Linked DNA regions of Mus musculus: region 1 is linked to region 2. The links are chromatin contacts, called in public Hi-C maps. All regions are on one chromosome and are shown on one strand. The core of a region is the stretch at or near the end of the contact, and the rest is flanking DNA. Distances in the headings are between cores, read along the strand shown. Region 1 overlaps Draxin (dorsal inhibitory axon guidance protein). Region 2 has its middle 20 kb from the start of 2510039O18Rik.

Evidence for each region. A called contact is a pair of places that touch in the nucleus more often than the background predicts.
Region 1: a Hi-C map of the N1E-115 cell line shows a contact between it and region 2, with 7 times the contacts expected there. The contact joins two enhancer-like sites. A contact is called at or near these places in 1 of 15 datasets of contacts at CTCF or cohesin (embryonic stem cells), 9 of 484 Hi-C or Micro-C datasets (B cells, the G1E-ER4 cell line, the N1E-115 cell line and 2 more), 2 of 115 datasets of contacts at active chromatin or transcription factors (embryonic stem cells and microglia) and 1 of 9 other capture datasets (embryonic stem cells).

What each region holds. Positions count from the first base shown.
Region 1 is chr4:148,113,458-148,117,123 of GRCm38.p6, forward strand. It overlaps Draxin (dorsal inhibitory axon guidance protein), which reads right to left. Exons shown (of 7, transcript NM_027426.3): 2 at 2,102-2,543. The coding sequence starts at 2,534. Among named protein-coding and RNA genes, the nearest start is that of Draxin, 15 kb to the right of the region's middle. Within about 2 kb of position 2,249, at least 51 of the 459 cell types and tissues checked have an H3K27ac peak or open chromatin away from gene starts, as enhancers often do. A contact at or near this core is called in the N1E-115 cell line, where this site is marked.
Region 2 is chr4:147,958,601-147,962,506 of GRCm38.p6, forward strand. No RefSeq gene overlaps it. Among named protein-coding and RNA genes, the nearest start is that of 2510039O18Rik, 20 kb to the left of the region's middle. Within about 2 kb of position 1,776, at least 14 of the 459 cell types and tissues checked have an H3K27ac peak or open chromatin away from gene starts, as enhancers often do. A contact at or near this core is called in the N1E-115 cell line, where this site is marked.

The DNA.
Region 1 (3,666 bases), core at 999-3,498, 160 kb after region 2:
AGCCTGAGCCAGAGAGGTTAGGCAGTTTCGCCAAGGACAAACAGCTCGTGCCTGGCAGAGCGTGGATTTGAACCTCAGTCCTGAGTGCAAACCTGATGCTTTTAACTCCTGGGGCCATCTTGAAAGACACCTGGGTGTGGGATACTGACAGTGGCAGGGAACAACACAGGGTCAGCAGAGGGTCACAAGCAATGGGACCAGGACAGAGGCTGGAGGAGTTGCAGAAATGAACCCCAGTCAATCTGAGGTTTCCCAAATGCTGATAAACTGGCCTGGCCTGGCCTGTGGACTTCACCTGCCCTCTGCCACCATGTCACCATCCCTCAGGACATCCCTGCCGTTTCACTGAAGCCATCACTTCGTGGAAACTATGGGCCCCATGTGAGTCCTCAAGGCATCAACATCTTCTAAACTGGCAGAGGGGATCTCGAGAATGGGAGGGCATGTGTTGCCACGTAGGGGTCTCAGTCGACCTGGCAGGGAGGCAGTTCCTGCCCTACTCCACTCCTGTTGCTATCCACAGGAGAAGCAGGCTGAGGCTGCTCCAGTTTCTTCTTAGAGAAATAATACCCTGTGAACCCCACCAACCCATCTGTGGCGTTGTTGTTCTGCCCCTACAGGCAGTCACAGGTGGCCTGTGCAGGCTCAGGGCCAGGTGAGGCTGGGCAGAGGCCCGCTGGCTGGTGAGTCTCAGGTTTGCTGGAGACTGTTCGTTTGGGCCTGGGTGACCGCAGGAGCACAGGGAATGGAGGCAGAGAGTGTGTTAAGGAAGGTTGAACACAGGCAGACATGGGACGGTGACTTCTCTCTCTCAGGACACTGAAGTTTATGTCTTTGATGCGCCCGAGGACCCAGGGCTTGGTCTTGGGGCTGGAGAGATGATGCAGCAGTTAAGAGACGTCCTGCTCTTGCAGAGGGCCTGAGTTCAATTCCTAGCACCCATGTCAGGCGGCTCACAACTTTGTTTAACTCCAGCTCCTGGGGGTCTGATGACTGTGGCCTCTGGTGGCACCCATACTCACATACACATACACCACCCCACCTCCACACACACATACACATAATTAAAAATAAAAATAAATCTTAAAAAAAAACAAAAACAAAGAAAAACTTGGCTCTCCAGCCAGTGGCTCTCCATGGAAACAGTAGGGCCCTCTGGGAGATGAGGCCTAGCAGAGGAAACTTGAGTCATCAGGGTGTCTTTGAAGGAGATATGGGGACCCAGATGTTCCTGCGCTGTCTCTTCCTTCCTCCCCCTTCTCCTCTCTCATCCCTCCTCTCTGTGTCTATCTGTCTTTCTCTCTCTTCCTCCTCCTTCTCTGGGCCGCTGGGCACCATGAGGTGTCAGTTCTAGGCTTCTTCTATGATGCTTTGTCTCACAACCAAGCAACTGCAGGCTGGACGTCCTGCATTCCCCATCCCAAGTCAACCTCTCTCCTGCTTTGTGCCGCATCTCCCAGTGATCGCCACACGGTGTCGCTGGTGTTCAGGGTTGGAGGATGCCGACTGGGGAGCCAAGGGTTTAGTAGCAGTTTCCCTAGGCTTTGTGAGCATCAGCTCCCTCTTGCACTAAGGTTGGGTGGCATCTTTGCAGCAGGACAAAGCGAGGCTTAGGAAGGGGACTCGCTCAAGGCACAAACTCGCTAGTAGCGGAGTCAGACACGGGTCTCAGCAGATCTGGCTTTAGAGCGCAAGCTCTCCACCCAGACTCTGCTCCAGAGCTCACTAAAGGATGTGCTAGGAGGAAGACTCCAGCCGTTCTGTCTGTACGCAGGGAAGCTGTGAGTAGGGTGGATTTAGGTCAGATGCAAGGTGACTGATTGCCTAAGGGAGCAGAACTTCTATGTCAGTTTCCTCTCTTTCACCCCTGTCTCTCTCCCAGGTCTCTCCCTTAGCCTTTCCCTGCCTGCCAGGCCACTCTGACTTCAGGAAGATGCCTCCCCTCTTCTGGGTACCCCTTCTGCCCTAGGTGGAGACCTCTGAATGGTCTCTTCGGGGCGCGGGGGCTTAACACGCAGACTTTACGACCACTTCCTGCTCTTGGCACTGGATTAGAGCCTTCTCCCGTGTAGTTCCCTCCTCCCCCCAGGTCTCCAGCTACCTCGGTGCAGTCGCAGACGGTCCCTGCGTCTCTTGTGTTCTCTGCCACGTTTCTTCACCCTCTCCCAAGCGGGAGACCGGGCCTCCTTCTCGGGGTAGGGCAAAGTCAGCCCCAGAAGCAGCTCCTTATTCTGCAGAAGGCCAGCAGGGGGCTGTCCGAGTGTCATCTGGGAAGCCTGCTTGGTAGCAGTGACCACAGCCCCCTCCTGGGCCCGGCTAGGCCTTCCTGGGCCCCTGTCTTTCTTCCCCAGGCCCCGACGGCCATGATGGCTTGCCTGGGACACCCACAGTGCAGAGCTGGGGAGGTGGGAGTGGGTCTCCGGCAGGTTCCGGGCAGAGGATCCAGATGCAAGGGTGCCTGCCGTGTGGAGCTCTGGAAACAGCAGGAGGATCAGGAACAGCGTGGGGACCCTGAGGACGGGGCACCCTGCCATTGGCTCTCCCTGAAAGAAAACCAGCATCATGAGTGCTGTACACAGCCCCCCCACCCCCCCACCCCCACACACATACACGACATCCCCTCCCAAGGCTCCATATCTGCATCCCATCATCCAAAATGCTTTCCCCTCGTGGGTGGAGGAGACTCGGCTCCCTGTACACATTTCTGATTTTAACTTTTAAAATGTTTTTTGGATTATATTCTTTAATATTTATTTATCTTATGGATATGAGCACACTGTAGCTGTACAGATGATTGTAAGCCTTTACGTGGTTGTTGGGAATTGAATTTTAGGAACTCTGCTCGCTCTGGCCCAAAGATTTATTTATTATTATACATAAGTACACTGTAGCTGTCTTCAGACACACCAGAAGAGGGCGTCAGATCTCATTACGGATGGTTGTGAGCCACCATGTGGTTGCTGGGATTTGAACTGAGGACCTTTGGAAGAGCAGTCAGTGCTCTTACCCACTGAGCCATCTCACCAGCCCCTGGACTGTTGTTGTTAATTGAGGTTTTATGTTGGTTTTGAGACAGTCTCGTGTAGCCCGTGTAGCCCGGAATAGCAGGAGGAGAACTGTTCCTCCCGCCTCCATCCCTCAAGCATCAGAATTGCAGGCATGAACCACCGTGCCCAGCTTCTTCCCTTTTGGGGGAAGATTAAAAAATTCATTCGCTTACATACATTTATTTGTTATGTATGGTGTGTGTGCATGCAGAAGTCAGTTCTCTCCGTGGGTCAAGTACCACACTCCAGCTTCACAGCAAATTCCTTTACCTATTTTTTTCTCTCTTTTTAAATTGTTAATGATGTCACGTAAATGCAATACCTGGGGAGGCCAGAAGAGGGCACTGGATCCCCTGGAGCTGGGTTCTGAGCAGCCTGATATGGATGGGTGCTGGGAACCAAATTCAGGTCTTTTACAAGAGCGTCAAACAACAAGCACTCTTAACCTAAGAGAACCATCTCTCCAGCTTCTGTTCCCCTCCTTGAGACAAGGTCTTTCTGTGTGGACCTAGAACTTGTTATATAGGCAAGGCTGGTCTCAAACTCACAGAGATTCACCTTCCTCTGCCTCCTGAGTACTGGGATTGAAGGAATACAGCACCACATCTGGCTCTTTCTT
Region 2 (3,906 bases), core at 526-3,025:
CTAGGCAGCCTCCAGAAAAAAAAAACCACTATGGGTCTGTTCTCAGCAAAACATCCTCTCATAAGACAGTTTCTAGAAAAACATCGCATGACACAACTGTGTCTCCAAAGAAACCAGAAATTTTTACTTCAGAGATCCACCTGTCTCTGCCTCCCACTGCTGGTAGTAAAGGTTTGTGCCACCACCACCAGGCATGTATGGGTGTTTGCCTGCATGCATATCTATGCATCACATACATGCCCACTGTCTGCAGGGTCCAGAAAAGGGTGTCAGACCCTGGAACTGGGATTATGGGTTATGGATGGTTGTAAGCCATAATGTGGGTGCACGGAATCGAACCCGAGTCTTCTGTAGGAAGTCGAAGTTCTCCTGTCATATGAAGCGAGGAGGTTGTACTTGGTGGTCTCCAGTTCCAGGATATGTTTGCTAGTTGTTAACTAAACTAACTTGACACAACCTAGACTCACTCGGGGGAAAGATTTTCAGTGAGGTATGGTCTAGATCAGGTTGGCCTGTGGGCACATCTGCAGGGGACAGTCTTGACTTCCTTAACTGATGTGGGAGGACAGAGCTTGAAAGTGGGGAGGGGCATGATTCCATAGTTTGAGGCCCTGAGTTGTATGTACAGAAGAAGGGAGCTGAGGGTGCATGCCTCCATTTCTTTCTGCTCTGGACTGTGGATGTGATGGGGTTCACCGTTCCTGATGTCCCTGGAACATTGGGCTGCAAGCTGGAACTGTCAGCTAAGACTAGCTCTTTCTCCACCAACGTGATTTTTGTCAAAGTATCTTTTCACGGTAACAGAAGTGAAGCTAGGACACAGGCTTCCCACATGCTGGATAAACTCTCTACCAACTGAGATATATCCTCAGCCTCTAATATTTTGTATAATAAAAAAGTCTATGGATGTAGATGATTGTGGCCCATGGCTGCCATGATCCCCTGTAGTCTTAGCCTAATACATTTACTGACATATTTAAAACAAGCCATGTGATCTAAGCTTATATATACTTCCACCAAAGATTTATTTTTTTTGTATTTATTTGTTTTATATGTATGCATGTTCTACCTTCATGTGTGCCTGCGCATACATGTATGTGTCCTGAGGCCAGAAGAACATGTCAGATCCCTTGGGACTGGAGTTACAGTGATGAGCCACCACGTGGTTGCTGGGAATTGAACTCAGGTCCTCTGGAAGAACAGTCAGTGCTCTTTACTGCCACATGGTGGCTCACAACTGTCCATAACTCCACATCTAGGAAATCCTACATCCTCTCTTATCTCCACAGGCACCAGGCATGTGCCTGATGCATATGGGCAGGCAAAACGCTCATATACATGAAAAATAAAATAAACATAAAATTTAAAATTACTGCAACAAGCACACAGCCCAGTCTCCAGAGAGAACTAACATTGGCTGTTATCTGGCTTGTGATACCTGAGCAATCTGACCCCATGGGTCTGTGCTGTTATCAGCCCATACCACAGATGAGGAGACTAGTCCATCTGTCCATCTGTCCATCCATCCATGCATCCACCCACCCACCCACCCATCCTTGTAAGGCCAGGCTCAGGCTTTGAGCTTCCCAGCTTCGAATTCCTGATGTTACTACAAGAAGGATGCTTATGCCTATTTGTAGTCAAGTGTAGGCCTCCAGAGAGGCCCTTCATCCCCTCCTTGTCCCTACTCAAATCTTGCCTCTGTCTCATATCCTTGGGATGTCCCCTATAGAATGCTGCTACTCTATCTCCAGCAGGTGGCGCTGAAGGCCTTTTCCTTACCTGGGTAACATGACCAGTTCCCCCTCTGGATGACACTGAACAGTTAGTTGTCCCACAGCTTCCTGGGTAGGCGGAAGTGAGATCCTGCCCCAGCCCACTGCCAAATGGGCAAAGGCTGTGTTTGGTTCCAGTGAGCTTCTTTTGGGGGCTACATTAAGGGGTCCATTTGGCTCCCAGAGCCTGCAGCAAGCCAGCTTATTGTGGGGGGGGGGATCTGATTGGAGGCCTCTGAGCTGTCCTTCCTCTGTGGGAAGTCCCATGTCTCAGGACCCTAGGGGCAGTGGTGAGACTGTGGTTTAGAAGGTGAGGAGGCTCAGGGATGGGGTGAGGGGCCACGGGAAGCTTGTGAATGGGGTATGATCTCAGAGGCAGACAGTCTCAGCTTGGACACTGGAATCTATCCATCATCGACACTGCTGGCCATTCCTTTCTGCATTCCACAACAGCCCCACAGGGTGAGGACCATCTACAGAGCTACAGAGATGGGTCTGTCACGAGCCCCATCAGCACCTCAGACACTTGATCTCCACTCTGAGCTTTTGTGAGGATGCTGAGAGCAGGGAGCAAGGATGATGGGCATGGGTCAGCACTCCTCGGAAAAGTAGGTCTTGGCGCTGTTGACCAACCCTTCCTCTCCTTGCCCCATAGTTTTTGGCATGGTAGATGGGAGAGAGCACCCATTTTGGAATAAAAGACAGCTTAAGCCTCAATTCTACTGATGCTGCATGGCACTTCCCAAGTACTTCACTTAGTGGGGCCTCAGTTTTCCTAGTCTGGTTAGATGGATTCCATCTAGTTAGATGGGTGAGTCTGACCTGGCCAGGATGGCTTACAAGATAGACAGGAAAGACAATATAGGGTCTTTGAGGGATAAGGGCGTGGTCTCCTGTATACCAGGTTGGTCTTAAACTTGCTGTGTAGTTGAGAAAAACCTTGAACTTCCAGTCCTCCTGTTTCCACCTATTAAGTCATGGGTTACAAGTTTGCACCACCATGCCTGGCTTGTGTAGAGTTGGGGACTGAACTCAGTGCAGTCATGCACACTAAGCAAGCGCTCTATTAACTGTGCCATAGCCCATGCCCAAGACATTGTACTTAAAAAATATATATATATATATATATATATATATATCACACATGACTACACCATAGCTCTTTTCAGACACACCAGAAAAGGACATTAGATCCCATTACAGATGGTTGTGAGCCACCATATGGTTGCTGGGAATTGAACTCAGGACCTCTGGAAGAGCAGTCAGTACTCTTAACCGCTGAGCCATATCTCCAGCCTGACAATATCCTTTTTAAACAAGAAAGGCATAACATTCATTTGGGCTGCCTCCCATCTCTCACCACAGCTGGGCACGGTTGCAGACATGTTTATTTAGAAAACTTAACATTTACATTTCTGTTCTTGCTGTCATCCTTCTAGTGATGAAGAGGGAACCTGAGTCCTTGTGTGCTAAGTTAAATGCTCTCCCGTGGAGCCACACCCAGACCTCAACCTTTTAGTATCATTTCAAAATCAGAGTTTTCCAGAAAACCATTTTAAGCGTTCCATAATACCTTTGTTCTACTGCTGTATCTGGCAAAACGGTCCCATTCCCCTGAGAGATACTCCTCCTGCCCTCTGAGCACTTTGGGCCCCAGTGTTCTGCTATGCCTGCAATACCCCCAGCTGGCTCTGAGGTGCTATCTGCCACTGGTTGGCATCACTCGCTGCAGGATCCCTGGATGTGGGCGTGTTTGAGCTGCAGTCCCCTAGAGCTAGGCTCTACCCTTGCCATGATTCCCTTCTGACCTCTCTACTTCAGTGTTCGCTTGCTTTCTCCAACTCTCCTGGTGCTGAGAGCCAGCTCAGGAGACTGGGAAGCACTTGTGGATCTGCTGGGCCCTGACTTCTTACAGAAGAGCCATTATCCTCTCCAAGAATAAACTACAAGGTCTGTCCTGGGTGTCAAAAGCCAGTGGTTTGAAATAAAGGAGCTTCCTAAAGCCCAGAACCATGCTTTCCTCTGGTAAAGTAGAGTGGACCAGCAGGGATGGGAATCTGACCTCTCCTCTCACCCCCTTCCACTCTGTCTTTCCCTACTCTGCTTATCATGACCCTCTGGTCAGTCTCCC